2 separate regions of the Zea mays genome follow, and region 2 is linked to region 1. The links are chromatin contacts, called in public Hi-C maps. All regions are on one chromosome and are shown on one strand. Each heading gives the region's core, a stretch centred on a gene start, on an enhancer-like site or on the middle of the called end of the contact. The rest is flanking DNA. Distances are from core to core; before and after follow the strand shown.

Region 1 (4,036 bases), core at 620-3,119:
TGGAGGAGAAAGTAGGGCTCACTAGAGACCAACGCCGAGACGGGTTGTCCGCCACCGAGGTTGATGCCGACCCGGCTTGACCCGCTTCGTGGCGCCGCGACAAACCACCGGAGATCACCCGGCACTGCGCCTGAGCCCCATATTACGCCCAGTACGCTGACCGGCCGTAGTGCACACTTCTTCCCCCCACTTCTCTCTCTCGACCTGTGGCGGCACTAGGTTTTTAGGGACGGGATTGGGCACACGAGCATCCGCGCCGATTATATACGAGCTCCCCATGGCGGCCGCATCGCGGGGAGGTTGTTAAGCAGTCCGCCAACGTCCGAATTGCGCGCTACGATTAGTAAGTTGTTTAGGATGAAATATGGTGGCCACGCTTGTCCCCGACGGGTGGGCCCCAAACATCAGCGCCTTCACCAGCCGGCCCATGGTGGGCGACCTGGTAAGCGCCAGCTGCAGTCCACCCCACATGGTGGTGGCTCAGCGTGGAGTGAGGCTGGCACGGCGGCCCACATGTCGGTCCCTTACGGACGGCACACAGCCGAAATGGACAGCTGGACAAAATCGGTGATGGTCGGCCCAGTTTGCACAGTTTCCTTTCCTATTTTTATTCTATTTCAAATTCCCTTCCTTTTTATTCAAATTCCAATATTTGGACTTCAATTTTGAGTTGTGGCTTCATCACAAAAATTAAGTGCACAAATTTTACACTTTATCAGTATGAATCAGTATTTTTAATTTAAGTAAATATATATATATATATTCTATTTATTTTTGCTTAGCACTTCCTTATTCCTTTTTCCTTTCTTTCCTCTCCTAATTCCATTTTCAAATTCTTAGTTTTAAATTTAACTTGTCTCATAATTTACAGTACAAATGCAACGTTACAAGAACTTCGGCAAGATGCACATTTTATTTTAAACATATCTCCTAATAATTCTTATAAAGGAGGAGGTAGTACAAGTGAATTTTATTTCTCTTTCTTATATTCCAAAGTTGGGTATTACAAAGGTCCCACGAGCCACAACCTGGCCGGCGACGACGATGCACGCGCGTGGTAGTTCTTTATCATTTTCTCAACTTCTCAATAGATGCACCAATGACTAACATATTTAAGTTGATCGATTTGTCACTTGAACTTCTAATATGGTGCTAAATTATTATTATACCATAACATTAAATGAACTATGAACATTGGCTATTATTAAATATTAATTAGGCCAAGCCCACATTCATCCAACTATAGATGGCCAAATGAGACGTGTTTGACGGGCCGGCCCAAAGCACGACCCATTTAATAGTGCCGGGCCGGGCCCGACACGACAGCCGTGCCGTGCTTAGGCCGCAGCCTCGGCCCGCAGTGCCGGTCCGGCACGATTATATATTTTTTATTTTATAAAACATAGTATATATACATTAAGATTTTATATTTGCTATTTATAACAAATTTACTAGAGTTCTACTAGTTAGTCTTTTACATATAGCGCTTTCAGCCTTGTAGATGGAGGTTGTGGGTTCAAAACCTCATTTTGCACAGTTTTTTTGCTAGTTTTTCTGATTTAATGGAACAACATGGACAAATTAAACGGGCCGACCCAGCACGGCTACCAAGCCGGCGTGCCGTGCCTGGGCCGCGTCTGCGGCACACGGGCCGACCGGGCACAGCCCATTTATCTGTCGGGCCTAACGGGGCCGTGTCGGGCCGCCCGTTTGGGTACCTATACATCCAACAACAAGTACACAGGCTTTTTCACGTTAAGTTGGGTCTTATCAAACCCTATATGGGAAGTGCGACGTATTTGTTAAGTATATATATCCCCATGTCTTTGGTCAGATCTTTATTACACAAATGTGCGCCGCCATGTTCTCCAATCTCTTCGCCAAGTTTGACTACGGACGATCGTCTCCACCGAAGACGCCACACGATGACGGCCGCCGTAGCCACATGTCTGATCTTTCCCTAGAAAGACAGCCTCGACGGTCGTCCGTCTCCGTCCGCATGGAGGCGCCCGTGGATGATGACGACGTCACTGCGGCGCCCGTAGCCGAGGTGATGAGCACGGACCATGGCGGCCACGAGGAGTCGTCTCCACCGAAGACGCCACACGATGACGGCTGCCGTAGCCACATGTCTGATCTTTCCCTAGAAAGACAGCCTCGACAGTCGTCCGTCTCGGTCCGCATGGAGGCGCCCGTGGATGACGACGACGTCACTGCGGCGCCCGTAGCCGAGGTGATGAGCATGGACCATGGCGGCCACGAGGAGTCGCCGACGGTCCCGTGCCTCGCGTTCGCGTCCGAGCACGGGTACAGCATCTTCTCCCTAGCCTACATGCGCATGCTCGACGGCGCCGATGTGCGGCCAATGCCTCCGGTGCCCGGCCGCCGTCTCATGACATCTCCGTACGGCGGGACGGTGCTGGCCACGGACGTGTGCTACAGGCACCCGTGCTACCTCGTCAACCCCTTCACCGGCTCGCGCGCGTCGCTGCCGGACCTGCCCATCCCCTTCTCGGAGAAGGAGCCGATCGAGTGCCGCAGCGACGAGCCACGCCCGCGCTGCGCGCGCGTCACTGACGATGGGCTCGCGTGGGACTGGTCCCCGCGCGGCATCTTGGTGGCCCGTGGCGACACGGCCTTCTTCTGTGAGCACGGCGGCGAGCGGTGGACGCCGGTGCACCAGTCGCAGCTCGGCTCGCCCATGACCATCAACTACCGCGGCGGGCTCTTCTTCGTCCTCGAGCTGCACACGCTGAAAACAACGGTCATCGACGCAGGCACGCTGCAAGCCCGCGCGAAGATCCCGGCGCCGCCGGTCTTGGGCGACGTCGACGACGCCTACCTAGCGCCATCGCAAGACGACGCGATCCTCCTGGTGCACCACGCTGGAGACAGCAATGGCGTGATCTTTACCAATGCGTACCGCGCGCGGCTCAGGGGCAACCGGAGGACACCGAGGTGGAAGCCAGTGCTCGACATCGGCGACCGCGCGGTGTTCATCGACGGCGCGCACGGGTTCACAGTCACCGCCGACCCAGAGGGAGCGAAAGCGAACCGCGTGTACGTGATTCTTGCCAATCGGCTAACACACCCATGTGGACGTCTGGCCGTCGTGTTTGACGTCGGCTTCTCCGACCTTAGGAGGCCAGAGCGCATGGGGCGGCTAAAGCTAAACACCGGCGAGGTTGAGCCAATGTGGGGCCAGCCGCACTGGATCATGCCTAGGGATAGATCGGATCGTCGTCAAGGATATATCAACTAGTACAGTTTATTGTAGGTAGTTACATTAGTTTACATACTCTGGCTGTCAGGCACTATTTCTACGTAAAGTTTTTTTTGGCATTAGGGAAATATATTACGGATCTATAAGATATTTTGAGTTTTAAAAGCTACTGATAAATCTACATGTACGTTGCAATGCGAAATAAACTGTGTCTATGTTTAAATATTTTAATGTTATAAACCTACTTAAATGACAAGAGGAAATATGGAGTAGGCAGTGAGACATGGACCATCCTTTGAGGCGGTAAACGATGAATATACTTGCTACGTTTTCTATAGCGAGGCTCGAGTATAGAATATAGAGACATATACATCTTGTTGCTAAAGTGGGATGTTAATGTGGATTTTGAAAGCAACAACCATGATTCGAATCCACATATATGCATAATTTTAGTTTTTTTACCATTTAAATATAGCGGAGCAGTTAAAGATGAACATAAATAGAGTGGAGCAGGTAGAGGTGAATAGAAGTAGAGGCTACAATGACTGTGTGTTACGATGATGCACAAATCATTCGATAAAATGTTAATGCACAACTGTTCCATGAAAACGGATAAATATCGCAAGATTTCTTTGTCAACAATCAATACATTGTCTAATTTTGCCTCAGCTATTCAAACTCTATCTCACTATTTAATCTAATATGATTTCTTTAGATCAAATAAGGTAGCGAGGAGGGGAGGACCACGACTGTGTGGCCCGGGAGGGAGGAGGGAGGTGCGGCGCGTGGGATGCTCGGGACGATGTGCCAGCC
Region 2 (4,036 bases), core at 1,069-3,568, 290 kb after region 1:
GATTATTATTGTTTAGCTTTATGCTATTGCTCAACTATAATCAATGAACATGATGAGATTATCTATGATACGCTGTTTTCCTTTTTGATTATGATGATGAAACTTGTGGCCCTTAAGGGGACTCGAGTGGTTTCTCGTGTGCCTCTCCGTAAGGACCTGTTCTTTGGATGACCGCCCCGGGAAAACAGTGCAACCATGAGGGTGGAATGGGGTGCCCTTAGCTGAATAATTAGATGACCCGGGGTGTAGTTCGCTTAGCCGTCGTGTTGTCAATGGGGCTCGGTATATGCGGCTCGCTCTGCCAAGCTTGGGTTTGCCCCTTGGGGAGGAGTGCGGTGCATTTAGGAAACCTAACGGGTGGCTACATCCCCAGAGAATCTTTGTAAAGGCTACGTAGTGATGCCCTGCTGGGTCACCTTGGTAGTGATCAATGGAGAGTCATGATCTCCGGGCAGAAAGGGAATCACGACTTGTGGGTAAAGTGCACAACCTCTGCAGAGTGTTTGAAAACTGATATATCAGCCGTGCTCGCGGTTATGAGCGGCCAAGGGAGCTCCAGTGATTAGTGATACTTGATTAGAGACATTTTGGTTTACATGTGGCAATGAGATTGATGGTTCTGGTTATGACTATGGTGCTGGTAAGTGGTATTCTTTCCGTTCGGAAAGGGTGCATCGGGCTAATAACTTGGGTTAATGTTAAAACCTGGCTTTCTACTAGTAAATAATAATCTGACCAACTAAAAGCAACTGCTTGACTTACCCCCACATAAAGCTAGTCCACTACAGCCAAACATGATACTTGCTGAGTATGTTGATGTGTACTCACCCTTGCTATACACACCAAACCCCCCATCCCCAGGTTGTCAGCATTGCAACCACTGCTCAGGAGAAGATGAAGCCGTGGAAGGAGACTTCTAGGAGTTCCAAGACTACGACGAGTTCTAGGCGTGCCTGTGAAGGCCGCGTTTATCTACGTTTCTTTTCCGCACTTTGATTTATTGTAAAGACTATGTGGATGTCTCAGATATATGATGTAATCGACTATTTCCCTTTTTAATACTATTTGAGCACTGTGTGATGATGTCCATGGTATGTAACTGCTGTGTACGTGAATTGCTGATCCTAACACGTACATGGTTCGCATTCGGTTTGCCTTCTAAAACCGGGTGTGACATCCGCTCATATGTATCCCACCGCCTCCACCGCTGCCGCTAGAGCATATCCCGCCACCACCGACGCTTCCCGCCATCAGAAACAACAAAGCTGCGCACGGGGGCCAGAAATAGCGCGCGAAACAGCGTGCGCTAGGGCGATTGGGGAAGGATTTGACTTGCAAAAATATGCGGGAGGGAGAGTCACATATTACTGGGAAGAAGATGAACAAGCTGTTGGAGGACATAAAAACGCCTCCTGCCATGATAAATGCTTCCGAGGTCCTTTTATGCTTTCTGTTGGATGTGCTCTTACAACAATTTTCCCTACACTATCCTCCTATACCACACTACAACCATAAAACATCATTTTTCATACCTATTTAACATTTATTAATAATTTTTCTCAAATAACAAACACTGTAGAGCAACAATATCGAGGGAAAATGGGATGGTTGACGTTCCCCCACATCCGGTGTGCCCTTGCGTTTGCGTCCAAGCCGGCATGAGAGATCGTAGGGGTCACCGGTTTAGCGCAAGGGAGCTCCCAAACATCTACATTGATAGGGGATTGCTGCGTTAAAGAGAATCTTAGAGGGAGCTTAGGGAGAGATGGAGCTAACTTGATTCCACAACAATACATATGGATATTGCACTAGATCCATTTAGCTTATTTTCAACAGCTTATTCATCATCTATACCTATATTTAAACTCCACTCAACGAACAATGCAGTCTACAATGTAAAAAAATATAAACAAATATTCTGGGTGACTATATAGGTGAACTAGACACGGTCGTAGACGGGTTCTAAATGGGTGATTTGGCACTATAATAACACAATATAATAATTTTGAAGATTTAAACTGTTGGTCAGAGTTGAATGATATAATAGAACAAGTTATTTTCAAACAACTGATTTACTAATTTATGGACATGAATGACATAGTTAAACATGTTTGGGAACCGCTAAATTTTGCAAAAATGTTTATATTGAAGAGAGAGATTTTTTCTTGTTCGAAGCTAACATTTTTCGTTTGGACACCAAGACCGTGGACCTTTGTAGTGCGCACAGACAAACAAGGTTCGTAAAAGCCCACCAAGGCCCATGGAATCAGACCACCGCAGCCTATAAACCACCTTCCGTCGCCAGCTCCTAGAAACCCCTCCTGCCCAAAAACCCTAGCAGCCACTAGGGTTTCTCCGCTCCCACCCGGCCTCCTCCCTCTCTCCTCCGATGGGCAAGTCAAGCAAGAAGGCGGCCGCCGTGGCTGCGGCGCCAGCGGCGGTGCCCAAGGGGAAGAAACGGGAGGCGGAGGAAGAGATCGAGAAGGCCGTGAGCGCGAAGAAGCAGAAGGCGGCGCCACCGGCGAAGGCCGTGCCGACGTCCAAGAAGGACGCCAAGAAGTCCAAGAAGCAGCCTCCCCCCAAGAAGGCTGAGAGCAGCAGCAGTGACTCTGAAGAGGACTCCGAGTCCGAAGAGGAGGTATGCGATGATGCTTCTTCTTGTTTCTCTTGTACCTATGGCGGGTTTTTTGAATGGGATTTTTTTATTTGTAGAATTTTTATGATTTGATTGAGTTGGGGAGGGTAGACAGAAATAGCTGATGCAGTAGATGATCTAGTCCCCTGCATAATCTGAGTCTGAGTATGGCTTATAACGGTGATGATTTTTTATCTATCGAAGTTTCTTCTTGAACATAGTTAACTTCTGTTTCTACAGGTTAAGAAGGTACAGCCAAAGAAGGCGCCTGCTCCCAAGATTGCTAAACAAGAGTCCAGTGATGATGACACCAGCGATGAGACCTCTGAATCTGATGAGGTATGCTATCATTTTTGGGTTTTAATGCTGAAAAAAATCAGCAGCAAGCAAATTGAATTGTTAATGTAGTGTTCAGAGTTCTTAGATGCTAATTCATCTTCTCATTAAGGAACCTGCAAAGAAGCCTGCTGCTAAACCCTTGGCTGCAGTTGCGAAAAATGGTTCGAAGACAGTCAAGCAAGAGAGCAGCAGCGATGAGGACAGTTCTGAAGATGAGTCGGATGACGACAGTGATGATGTGAGTTGAAGTTTCCTGTTTGTCTTATGTCTTGTGCACAGTTAATTTCATTTACCACCATGGCAGCACATACTAATGGTTTAGTTGTCATTACCCTAGGAATTTTGTAGCCAACCAATTGATTATTTCAATGTACTTCTCAGATGTTGAGCTACCAACCCATGTTTTTTTTGATTCAGGAACCTGCAAAGAAGGCTGCTGCTAAACCCTTGGGTGCCGTTGCTAAAAATGGTTTGAAGAAAGGCAAGCAAGAAAGCAGCAGCGATGGGAGCAGTTCTGATGATGAGTCAGACGATGATGTTGTGAGTGGAACATTCATGTTTGTTTGCCTTTAATTCCATTTTACTGTAAGATTAATGATACCATTTTCATTGGTTTTCTGATTCAATGCCATTTGTAACCTAACATCCAGATATGTGTTCACTGATTTATCATCACATTCACCCTGACCTGTATTATGTTGTGTGTGCCCTGAGATGCTTTTATTTAGCTTAGCCACTAGATGGTATAATTCCTCTTCTGTATGCATTTTTCAGAAACCTGCTGCCCCACTAAAGAAAACATCTGTGGCTGTTGCACAAAAGAAAAAGGGAGATTCTTCTGAGAGTGACTCTGATGATGACTCAGATGAGGTGTGTGCATTCTGCTTGTTCACATATATTTGGGTTAACCATTGTATATACTGTTTCTGTTCTTCACCTTGAGCAAATAATTTCCATGTTTAAGCATATTTTAGTTGTAACATTATTATATTCAGGAAGTGCCTCCAAAGTCAAAGGCTCCAGCAGCAACTATCAAAAAGGAAGATTCCAGTGAAAGTGAGT

The links. A called contact is a pair of places that touch in the nucleus more often than the background predicts.
Region 2: a contact with region 1 is called in a Hi-C map of tassel, with 4 times the contacts expected there. The contact joins the promoter of LOC100194303 here to the promoter of LOC100276092 in region 1. A contact is called at or near these places in 3 of 25 Hi-C or Micro-C datasets (ear, endosperm and tassel).

Annotation. Positions count from the first base shown.
Region 1 is chr4:29,383,631-29,387,666 of Zm-B73-REFERENCE-NAM-5.0, forward strand. It overlaps LOC100276092, which reads left to right and starts at 1,870. Exons shown (of 1, transcript NM_001149967.2): 1 at 1,870-3,447. The coding sequence starts at 2,000. The coding sequence ends at 3,262.
Region 2 is chr4:29,671,515-29,675,550 of Zm-B73-REFERENCE-NAM-5.0, forward strand. LOC100194303 reads left to right here and starts at 2,319. Exons shown (of 16, transcript NM_001359451.1): 1 at 2,319-2,638; 2 at 2,876-2,974; 3 at 3,084-3,212; 4 at 3,392-3,514; 5 at 3,749-3,844; 6 at 3,970-4,036. The coding sequence starts at 2,390.